Regions from separate parts of the Callithrix jacchus genome. Here region 1 is linked to region 2. A link is a contact called in public Hi-C data. All regions are on one chromosome and are shown on one strand. The core of a region is the stretch at or near the end of the contact, and the rest is flanking DNA. Distances in the headings are between cores, read along the strand shown. Region 1 overlaps TRAF3IP2 (TRAF3 interacting protein 2). Region 2 holds the start of REV3L (REV3 like, DNA directed polymerase zeta catalytic subunit).

The links. Hi-C and Micro-C count contacts between places; a contact is called where the count stands out from the background.
Region 1: a Hi-C map of skeletal muscle shows a contact between it and region 2, with 4 times the contacts expected there. The contact joins the enhancer-like site here to the promoter of REV3L in region 2. A contact is called at or near these places in 2 of 3 Hi-C or Micro-C datasets (both in skeletal muscle).

Annotation. Positions count from the first base shown.
Region 1 is chr4:117,802,598-117,808,498 of calJac240_pri, reverse strand. TRAF3IP2 (TRAF3 interacting protein 2) reads left to right here. Exons shown (of 10, transcript XM_078369963.1): 10 at 1-720. Among named protein-coding and RNA genes, the nearest start is that of TRAF3IP2, 52 kb to the left of the region's middle. Within about 2 kb of position 3,623, at least 10 of the 16 cell types and tissues checked have an H3K27ac peak or open chromatin away from gene starts, as enhancers often do. A contact at or near this core is called in skeletal muscle, where this site is marked.
Region 2 is chr4:117,741,260-117,747,351 of calJac240_pri, reverse strand. REV3L (REV3 like, DNA directed polymerase zeta catalytic subunit) reads left to right here and starts at 4,548. Exons shown (of 33, transcript XR_013534486.1): 1 at 4,548-5,035.

The DNA of each region.
Region 1 (5,901 bases), core at 2,374-4,873, 62 kb before region 2:
TTTTGAAACACAGTCTCGCTCTGTCGCCCAGGCTGAAGTGTACTGGCGAGATCTTGGCTCACTGCAACCTCCGCCTCGTGGGTTCAAGTGAGTGTCCTGCCTCAACTTCCCAAGTAGCTGGAACTAAAGGTGCCTGCCACCATGCCTGGTTAATTTTTTTTTATTTTTAGTAAAGATGGAGTCAGGATGGTCTCCATCTCCTGACCTCAGGTGATCCGCCCACTTCGGCCTCCCAAAGTGCTGGGATTACTGGCATGAGCCACCTCGCCTGGCCCATCAAAGGAATTTTAACAAGTATTTGAGAGTACTGACAGTAAGATTAACACTTGGTTGATTTAGATGTTATGCTGGTCCTCAGGCATTCATCTTTAGATATTTTTGGGGTGGAAGTGGGGTAGGGCTGACTTAGTAAAAATAACCTCTTAGCCCCATGGCTTTATTCAGACCTACACTGATTTGAGGGGTGGGTTTGTGGAATGCAAGCTTAGGTTCTTATCTAATATTTGATGACAATTTAGAATTTTAAATGTAATTTTTAATTTTAGTGACTGGTTTCAAAATACCTGCCCGTCTAGTTTAACTTCTACATTGTTCAAAGAGGTCTCAGTACATGGCTACAATCAAAGTATTAGACTATTTTTCAGCTATGTGCTCAGAGAAGTTATTGCTGTTGATACCCTTTCCTTTGTTTCCTGTTAAATAAATACCTCCTTAAAGACAGAGTTGTTCTCGGAGTCATCTCAGCAAAGGATGCAAGTTCTCCATTTTGAACACTCCACCCTTGTTTCGTGATGTTTTGCCAAGAGCATTTTTCTTTACCCCAGCTGCTTCGTCAACCACCTCATCCACTTTGCCAAACACCCCATTGTCACCACCACCTTTGCCAAATGGATTGCAAAGCCCTATGATCATGGGAAATGATCCAGAAAGAGTCTCTGAAAACGCGGGATCTTTCTATTTCTTCTTAATGGACCAGGAAGAGTCAGCGAGACCCACCTCCTAGTGGCAGATGAAAAGAGAAGGAAGGTTACACTGTGGGAAAATACCACAGAGAAGAAACGCCTCTCATCTCAGAAAAGTATGCACTATTTTTCAAGATAAATAGCTCTAGTTTGGCCTACAAACCAAATAACAACAACCAAAAAGAAAAGAAAGAAAGCACCAAAATCAATTAAATTCTCAGATCATTTATTTCTGTTATGGAACTTTCTTTTTTTTGTTGTTGTTGAGACGGAGTTTCGCTCTTGTTACCCAGGCTGGAGTGCAATGGTGCGATCTCGGCTCACTGCAACCTCCGCCTCCTGGGTTCAGGCAATTCTCCTGCCTCAGCCTCCTGAGTAGCTGGGATTACAGGCACACGCCACCATGCCCAGCTAATTTTTTGTGTTTTCAGTAGAGATGGGGTTTCACCATGTTGACCAGGATGGTCTCGATTTCTTGACCTCATGATCCACCCGCCTTGGCCTCCCAAAGTGCTGGGATTACAGGTTTGAGCCACCACGCCCAGCTTGGAACTTTCCATCTAAAAAGAGACCATAGAAATTATCCCTGTAGCTTTATTTTATACACGTGGAAAGCAGGGCACAGAGCAGCTGTGGCTTACCTAAGTTCATCCTAGGGCTAGAATGTGGATGTTCTGATTTCCAGACTGCATACATTTATTTGATGAATCTAGAAAGCTTTCTGGTTTTGGACAGTAGATGTGTTCAACAAACGACCCAGTGTCTCCTCCCTGAGGAGATACTTCCCTCTCTCTGAGGGAAGAAGTACCACCATCCTCTAGTGACTGGAGGATTAACTGATCATGTTGCAACTTGTTCTGTGAGAAATTCTTTGGGGAATTAATTATTGCTATGATTATGTGAAATACGACTTTTCTTGAAGTGGTTTGGCATATTTATCTTATTATATGAAACTGAGGCACAATGTAAAAAGTCTTGACACTTGCCTGATACAGACACAATCTGCTATTAGTCAGATTGACTTATTGCTCTGTCACCCAGGAGTGCAGTGGCATGATCATGGCTTACTGAAGCCTCAACCTCCCGGGCTCAAGTGATCCCCGCACCTCAGCCTCCTGAGTAGCCAGGACTAAAGGCTTATGCCACGATGCCCAGTTTATTTTTTAAAAAATTTTGACCAGGTTTGGTGGCTCAAGCCTGTAATCCCAGCACGTTGGGAAGCCGAGATGGGCAGATTGCCTGAGGTCAGGAATTCAAGACCAGTCCGGTCAACATGGTGAAACCCCATTTCTACTAAAAATACAAAAAAATTAGCCAGGCTTGATGGTGCATGCAGCTACTCAGGAGGCTGAGGCAGGAGAATTGCTTGAACCAGGGAGGTGGAGATTGCAGTGAGCCGATATAGCACCACTCCACTCCAGCCTGGGTGACAGAGCTAGACCCTGACTCAAAAAAAATTTTTTCTTTAATTGTAGAGACAGGGTCTCGCTCTGTTGCGCAGGCTTGTCTTGACCCCCTCGCTCAAACAACCCTCCCGCCTTAGTTTCCTAAAATGCTGGGATTTTAGCGGTGAGCCACCACACCTGGCCCAGATCAGTTTCCTTAAGTTGTATTTGGCCAATCTCCAAAACATCAACAATGAAAAAGGTTTTTAAATACTGTGATATTCATCATCCTGTCACCATTCTTTTTTTTTTTTTTTTTTTGAGGCCGTCTCGCTCTGTCGCCCAGGCTGGAGTAAGTGTGGTCCTATCTCAGCTTTCTGCAACCTCTGCCTCTCAGGCTCAAATGATTCCACCTCCCAGGTTCAAGTGATTCTCTTGCCTGAGCCTCCTGAGTAGCTAGGACTACCTGCGCCTGGTACCAGGCCCAGCTAATTTTCGTATTTTTAATATAAACAGCATTTCACCATGTTGGCCGGCTGTTCTCAAACTCCTGACTCCTAACCTCAAGTGATCCGCCTGCCTCAGCCTCCTAAAGTGCTGGGATTACAGGTATGAGCCACTGTGCCCAGCCCTTCCTGTCACAATTCTGATTCCACAATAATGGCACTTCTTGGAATAATACTAAATTACCTTTTGGATGGAGTTGTTTGGAACCTCTAAATTACCTTTTGGATGGAGACATGAGAAATGTATGGTCATGCTAGCTTGTCTTTGGGTGGGCGGAGGCTGCACGAGGCACGTCAGCACACAAAGGAGCCTCGCTCAGTCAACACAGCTGGCATGCTGGGAGGTCTTGTGCCCGGCTGGATAGCATGTTCCTATCTGCATTTGGCTTCTTCCATTTTCTATTGGAAAATGCTTTCAGAAAGGACCATTTTCAGATAGGGTACTTGGTGGCAGTTGGGTGGCTTTTGCAGACTCTGACCAGTCACATGTTTCCACCTCGCTGTGCATTTGCCCCAAATTCTTAGTCTTGTCAAGCAAGCAGGTGGGATCTGTAAGAGAACACTCAGTGTACTTTAGTTTTCTACCTAACTTTTCAAGGAACATAGAAGCAAAGGTCCAGGTTATAGGTATTGGGTGGTATTTGAGCCTTTGCTAAACAATGAAAGTCTTGGACCAAAGTGTACCTGGGCAGAGGTGACCGTATTCTGAGCCTGCCTGCTTTTTTCTAGAAACTCTCTTATGGAAGGAGTAACTGCAGCCCTCAGATCTCCCAGGGCTTGTAAACGAAAACCATAAGGGCACACATTTCTTGTCCCTTGCCTGACCTCCCTTTGCTCCCTTCACCAGGAAGGCGCTGATGGAAATCGGCAGCTGGGGAGAGAGGGGAGAGGGAGGGAGTGAGCGCGAGAGAACTCATGCCTGATGGATCCCATTAGGCTTAGTGTGCAAAGCAAGTTGAGATGAAGTAGCTGCTCTGGTATGCATCCAAAACTGCTGTTCTATTTTTAGTCCCTCCCTCGTGCTGCTTAGCCTCACGTTGTATGCGCCTGGGCACCTGGATCAGCAGCAAAACATGGAACTGAGCCACTCATTTGTAAAAGTGGAAGGCAGGAGGCCATTGATGCAGGGCTTGTTTATTGCTGACAGGGAAGAGGGACCTGGAATGTTAATGAGGATGGCTCTCTGAAGCATGCCTTCATGCTTAGCAAGGAGTTCAAAGGAGAAGACAGACTCAGTCCTGTGCCGAACAAATGTGAACTGTTGATAGAGGGAAGGAGAAATCAATTATGCTGTCGCAGGCTTCCATGTCATTGTGTTTGGAGTTGTTAGAAAAGGTAGGACAAGGACCAGATCTCAAAAGGAAACAAAGCCACATGGCCTTGAAGTATAACGAGTTTGCCATGGCAACTGATGGAAATGAGCCTCCCGGGCACCGAGCAGGTGCGTTATCTTACAGAATAAACATACTTCTCTCACTCCCTGGTTTTTATAATAAAACCTGTGTTTGGATTACTTTCCCCTCCTCTTTGTTACCTAGAGAAGTTGGCTGTTGCTCAATTAGCCCAAGGCTCTGGTGAGGGAAATGTAATCAGTGTTATCAAAAGGGCTGCTTTTGAAAAGGCTGGCACTAGACTTGGCTGCGAGCCTCATCGCTGAGCAGCAGCTGGGCCGTAGGTACCTGCCTGGCCTTTGCCACCTTCCAGGCGATGCCCTCCACTGCAAGCTGCTTGTTCTTGCCTTCATCGAGGCGTAACGGGGAGGCCGGGTCTCACACTGGGTGGTGCTGAAAAGCTCCATTCTTCCCAGGAGAGGAGAAACAGCAGGTTTATGTGAGGCTGGGACCAGACCAATTTTCAGCATTCTGTATTGTCTGGGCTATGGGCCAAGGGTTCCTTGAGTTCAGGGATTAACTGATTCTATTTTCCAATCTGTTGTTATCTACAAAGTTCAGTTACTCAGAAACTTGAAGAGAGCTGCTACTTTCCTGAGCTTTAAATTCCTCTCAAACGGGTTCTGGGGTGGTAGAGTCTCATGTCTGAAATGTACACAAAATGTGGAGATTTTGGGAAAACTCTCTGGAGTTAAAAGTTTACTTTTAATTTTTATGAGGCCAAAATAACAATGAAGTTCAATAGCTATGTTTTCATTGCTCTCATTTGTAACTAAAAAGTCCACCACTTTAGCTTCAAATTGATTTTCTTTTTTCTTTTTTTTTTTTGAGATGGAGTCTAGCTGTCACCCAGGCTAGAGTGCAGTGGCACAATTTTGGCTCACTGCAACCTCTGCCTCCCAGGTTCAAGCGATTCTCCCACCTCAGCCTCCTAAGTAGTTGGGATTACAGGCATGTGCCATCATGCCCGGCTAATTTTTGTATTTTTGTAGGGATGGGGGTTTCACTGTGTTACCCAGGTGAACTGAACTCCTGTCCTCTCACCCACCTCGGCCTCCCAAAGTGCTGGGATTACAGGCGCGAGCCACTGTGCCCTGCCTCAAATCGATTTTCCAAACAAGATGCCCGTTCTCCATGGGCTCCTAGAACACAGATGGTTTCCAAACAAGGCTGTAGTAAAACCACTGACCTGAGGATAAATATTCCAGCCAGGGCCAGCAGGCTGAGGGCCACGGTCAAGCAGAGGCCTCTGCTCAGCAGCAGTAAGAGCCCTCCTCTGCTTCTGCCTATGTTCCTACTTCCTTCCGACCAGATGCCTGGCACCCCCCCCAACCCAACCCCTTCCATTGAGACCCAGCCTCCTGATGATGCCCCGGCTGCCCCTTTACACGTCACCTTACCTTTGACCCTAAGAAGAAAAACATGCCTGCCTGAAGAACTAATTCTACCTGCAGTGTCAGTGGTGAAAAGGGCTTCATGGGATAATCCTCCCAGCCAAAATAGTATCCCAAGGCTTAGGCACTAAACCTCTCCACTCCTACTCCTAACACAACTAACAGACCTCACCGAGATCACACTTCCTCTTACTTTATATACGTGGTTCTAACTAGAGCAGTTTTCTGCTTTTCTAATGCTTGGTAGGTTAAAAGTTGCCAGT
Region 2 (6,092 bases), core at 3,299-5,798:
GTACAGGAACTCAAGGGAGTAACAAAGTTAATACAAGATAAGCATGTTACATCTACGACTGAGTTAGTGGGGGCATAGACAGTTCCAAGAGGCTATACTTTGCATTCAAATCAGAACTTGCTTCAGGCACAGAAGTACAGCAATAGAATCTTAAGGAACGCATGTGACTCCATCACATCCTTCCTTACTCATCTGTTACTTCCTGCTATTAGCCAATCATTTATACGAAAAATGATGACAAAGAATGAAACAGAAAAGTAGGGCAACTCAGAGCTCCCTTTCCTTTCATCCTTCCTTACTCATCAGTAAGCAGAAACAGAGAATGTTGGTAGAATATGTGCATATCAAGAAGGAAAATAAAAACAGTTAAGTTAGTTTTGGGCAGAGTTTACAGTGCTGATAGCACAAACTACATATGCATTTACAAGCTATGAATGTATAATTTTGGTGATTCCACATACAATTAAAATGCTCTTATATTTACATTTTAAAATCACATTACATAATATAAAGATGAATGGTAAAATTCACCCTAAGAATTAAAATATTTAATTTTTTGTTGAATGACATTAAAAAGCAAATTTAAAAACACTATGACAAGTGGGGGGAGCAATGACAGAAGAAAATGCTTTATATTTTAGTACCGATAACAGCACATTTTCCCCTGTGTTGGAACAAGAGGCCTTACATTTTCATTTTGCTCTGAGCCCCACAAATTATGTAGCTGGCTGTGACTGGGCTAGTTTAAGCAGAAAGAGATTAAACGATACTATTTAGCTCACAGATCTCTCAAAGGGCCAGAAAATCAGACTTGGATAAACATAGCTAGAAACAACATCCAAGAAATACCACGCCACAGAGAACACCCATGTCACATCACAAGGATATCCTAGTGGAAACCCATCCCAGCACTGCCTGCCAGTCAGCACCTAAGACTGTAGAACAGATGCCACAACTCCTCTCTACCTACCCAGAGGAACCAGATACGTCCTTCATGGTATTTGTCAGAAAATACAATATCCCAGAGTGCAGCTGAAGCATCATGTTGCTTGCTGTCACATAAATGTCCTGAATAAGTACATCTGATTGCTGGAAACTAGATCATATACTCAAGCCAGATTTTGATTGTCAGCATACTTTCCAACTAACTCCACATTCACTGAAGTCATTCTGGTAGGTCGGGCATATTTGTACCACATAGTCCCAACTACTTGGGAGGTTGAGGTGGGAGAAACCTAGCAGTTCAGGACCAGCCTGGGCAACATTGTGAGACCCCATCCCTAAAAAAGAAAGCAAACCCGAATTTGCCAATGCTACAAATGAAGGCCTTCCCCCTTCTCCAGCCATTGTTAAACATTTACTGATCACACCATTGATCTCATGCCAGCAATCTAGTGGCAAGGGAGTCTGAGAACTGCAGTTTTTTTTTTTTTCTTCCAGCTTTTAAAGGACAGAAAAGCAAGCAAGAAGGGGGTTGGATGAATACTGAATAAGCCATCTTATAGTATCTGCCACAAAAGTATGGTAGCTACTACTGTCTGTTCTAGATTGTAAACTACCAACAGGCAGATGTTAACAGATGTTGAACAGTATTGGTAAAGGAGGCTTGGTAGGCTTTTACTAAAGGCAGACATGGTAAGTATATGTCTGTGAACTAGAGGAGATGATTAAATGTTAACTGATACAATTAAAACACATTTTTAGGTTGCTAGACTATAAACCTCATAAGGGAAGGGACCATGTCTGCTTTGTTTCTCACCATAGCTCAAATCTCCTGGCAAGAAATAGCCACTAAAAAAAAAAATGCATTCAGGATATTAAACATAGAGTTCAACGTTTGCATTTTTCATACTGTATCTATATAAGGCAATTCTAAGTGATGTTACTCTTTTTCAATGAGTCAGATTTCTGAATATGAACATTTTACTATATTTTCACATATATTATCTGATTTGAGCGTTATAATATCCCTGAGAAGTTAAAACAGGAATTACTATCCATTTCATAGAGAAGGAAATAAATTCCAAAAAATAAGTGATCACTTAGCTAAATGATGGTTTGAAATTCACATTCTGAGTCAAAATTCCATAATTCTTTCTTACTTCAAGAAGAATATATTCATAAAACATTTTATAGTAATTAGGGGGCCATTATCAGAATTTCAATTTGAACATCAACTTAAAACTAAATTACATGTAATAAACACAACTTTCCTAATTTCATGCTCCAAATGTTTTTCTTCAAGGCTAAACATTCTTGGAGTTCTAGAAGGATTTGACTTGGGGTTGCAATTGCCTTTTCTTAAATAATGTTGATTCAAGAGGTAAGGGGAAAGAAACCCTCTTCGAGAAACAGCAAATCTGTTAATTTGATGCTTTTACCATTTTCTAGTTAGGAATATTATAATTTAAAAATTATGGATATACTTAATTATAATATAGTACAAGGATTCTCAATTTTATTTTTCTTAAGAATCATGGGGATGGCAGGTAGTGTTGCCAAACAATACAGATTCCCAGGCCCCATCCCCAAAAATGTAATCCAGTAAGAGCAAAAATGTTAACATTTAAAGAATTCTAGGTGTCATGGAACATTGAGAATCACTGATATTGTGCATCTGACATTCGGCGTGCACAAAGTATTTATTTTACAGAAAATACATTTTAGCATGGTAGTCATATTTTAAGTCTTCTAAAATTTCAAATCAACTTAAGAGATTTTACCTCTTAAAAATGTTATTAGCTAATTTCCTGCATATGAACAGAATCTTGCCACCTATGTTTATAATCATGCTCTGAGGTTAAAAACTGGAGGCTAATTTACTGTAGTAATCAGTCTCAAGTCCCTTGAAGCGTAAGTTCTTATTAGCATTTATATGTCAGGGAATTTATAGACAGATTCTTACCAGTGACCCGTCCCTTTGGGCCTTTTGATTTTCCTATTTGAAAATCCACAAAGGTTCCAAACGAGTAGCTCTCACACCACTTCAAATACATGGCAACCTGGTAACCATTAAAATGCACCTGTATAACAAGTAAGTGTAAAAGAACAATCTCTACTTTGGACGGGTCAGAAATGTGTCAAGGGTCCTAATTCAGGGGCAAATTTCGAACTTGAACCCACGCTTTCTGCCTCCAACAACTCATATCTTTTTGTTGAGAAAAAACCCTTCAGGGTGAGTTTTTACAAGAAATCTTCCCGTTTTACATATGCAGAAACTGAGCCCAAAGAAAAAAAATTATTTGTCCAAGGTCATGCCCAATATCAGTGGCCAAGTCAGACAGGAACCCCTTGATTCCAATTTAATAGCCAAGCCAGCTGCATGTTACTATTCATTTAAATAAAAATTCCCTGGCTGCAGCGCTTCACCCCTTTTGATTTTTGAATAAAGTTGTTCATTCAAAACGGTCCTTCCCCACTGTGGTGCTTTTATGCCTTCAGGTAGTAAAACCTTGCATAACGTCTTAGTAAATAACACGAGGAGGCCACGTCTAACGCGGTGACTTTCACGGGCCTTTTCCTTTGGTCAAAATTTTTTCTGAAAGGCTGTTAATCCTACATTCCGCTGGGGGAGGAGAGGACAAGGAAGGAGGGAGGTCATCTGGAGCTGACAAGTCCTTACATGTACTTGCGCGTGCCCGGGATGAAGCCAGCTGGGCCAAGGAAACCAATGAAGGATATATTAGGGCCAGGGGAAGGAAGAGGGCGGGAGAAAAACACGGCGATGGGAAATCCCTGTGCACTAGATCTGCCAACCCGCTGGCAAAGCCGAGAAGAGCCGTGTGTGAATAAATCTCATTAAATGGCCCGGCGCAGACACTGCAGCAGCGCAAAGGAGGGGGCAAGACGGCTCGCGCGGCACGTTCGGGAAGGGGGAGCGCCAGGGCGGCCCTTTTATAGGCCGAAGCCCGCGCCCGCGCCCGCGCGCCCCCGCCCTTCGCACCGCCCCCGGGACACGCGCGAAGCCGCGGCGTTACCTGAGAAGGGCCGGCTGAGTGTGCGCCCGGCCCCGCCCGTTTCGTCGCCCGCCCGCCCGCCCTTCCCTCCCGCGAGGCCGCGGCGGCACGAGATCTGCGCTTCGCCTCCCTCCTCCCGCGGGCGGGCTTTCTTACCTAGTGAAAAACCGTCTCCGCGGCTGCCCGCGCCTTCTCTGCTGGATGTGAAATGGCGGTCGGCGAGGCGAGTGCCAGCACCGCAGCTCCGGCCAATACCCCGTAGCCGCCAAAACGTTTCCGAACACTGGCGCCCCCCTCCCGCAAGCCCCTCGGAGCCCATCCGTGAGATCGGTGCTCCGCTGTCCCTCACCCAGGTGACCGTGCCCGCCGGCCGAGTCATCGATCCCGCACGGGCCCTGCCGGCTCCCGCCGCCTTCCGCGACGCGTGCCCTGGGGCGGGGGAGAAAGCACTTTCTTGGCCCCCGCCCTCCGTGTCCCGCCGGGGCGCCCGCCCGCTAGCTCCCTTTCCCGCCGAGCCTCCTCCCCCGCACTATTTGCAGCCCTCCCTTCGCCACACACACCCCCCTCTTCCCTCCCCCAGTGGTTGCGTCCGTGACATCATCATCATGGCAACAAGAGCTGCAGCCTGGGACCGAGGAGCCTGTGTGATTCCCGGCGGCGGCGGCAGTGGCGGCAGCACCAGCACCGACGAAATCGCCGGGGCTTCTCTCCTGCGGTCCCTTGCCGGGTGCTCCTGAAGAGGCAGCGGCAGCAGCGCCTACACCGCCCCGCCCGCCGCCGCTCCTCGCGGTGTGTGTGTGTGTGAGGGGAGGGGGCCGAGCCGAGAAGGGGAGGGGGCGTCGTCGCCGGTGTGGGTCGGCCGCTGCGGAGGGAGCCGCCGCCGCCGCTGCTGCCGCTGCCGGGTCGCCAGTGAAGGGAGACAGTGGCGGCGGCGGCGAACATGTTTTCAGTGAGGATAGTGACTGCAGACTACTACATGGCCAGCCCGCTGCAGGGGCTGGATACTTGCCAATCCCCCCTCACCCAGACCCCTGTCAAGAAGGTGCCGGTGGTGCGAGTCTTCGGAGCGACCCCGGCAGGTAAGCGGGCGCGGGGTGGGAGCGGGAGCCGGAGTCGGCGGGGCGCTGGGCCGCCCTCCCCGCCGCGCACTCGCGCGCACGCCGCCGGCCGTCTCAGTGGATCGCTACCGCGTCTTCCCTCCCCTCCGCCCTCGTCGCCTTTCCTCCCATGCGTGACAAGAGGCGCAAAAATGTGGGTCCGCGCGAGCGCAGCGCGTCGCCCCCACCACCGGGTAGGGAGGCAGCGGGCGCCGAGTGTTTACACTGCGTGCGGCGGCCGGGAGCGGTAGCCGCACTTCGAGGCGCGGGCCGGGGGAACGAATGCAGCGAGCGCCTCGGAGGACTGGCCAGGTGGCCGCGCCATGTCCTTCGGTGGGCGGGTTCGTAGGGCCCGCTCTGAGGTCGGTCGCTAGCGGGACCCGGGACATCCCCTGCGTCTCCCAAGTGTGGCTTTCTGGAAGCGGTTTGGAGAGGAAAAGGGGAAGTGTCAGCCTTGTCAGTTGCTCTTCTTGGCCTCTTCTCACCCTCGCTCTCCTCTGCCCCTTCTGGAGATGCATTGGGCGGAACAGAGTGGCGCCTGGGGCCAGATAATCTTTCTCATTGGGGTGACCGTGTGGCTCTGCTGTGAGAGCAGGTCGTGACTCCTTAGTTTAGTGCCTGAGCGTCTGGGGACAGGGCAGCATCCTCGGGTGCAATGCTTTCAGGAAATGTGCATCCATGGAAGTAGGAAATGCGTGATTATATTGCCTAACGTAAAACATCACACTTAATGGGGTGAATTTATTAGGAACCACAGCCAGACTCGGCAGCACAGACATTTTGAAATGCTTCTAGGCTGGACTGTAGGATTGCGTTTTAAGTACAGGTGTATGTTTTTAAACACAACTATGTTGAAGAAGGGGTGAGGTGGGGAGACAGCAGTGACAGAAGATACATACTCAAAAACTCTTGGGGTTTTTGATAATGTAATAAAGATAGAGGCCACATTTACTAGGTCTTTTAAAATGGTTTTGCGTTTATGCATGCTTTGAACTGCTTCCATGAAATAATGGAGCTGCGTCCTAGGAAAGGATGCTCT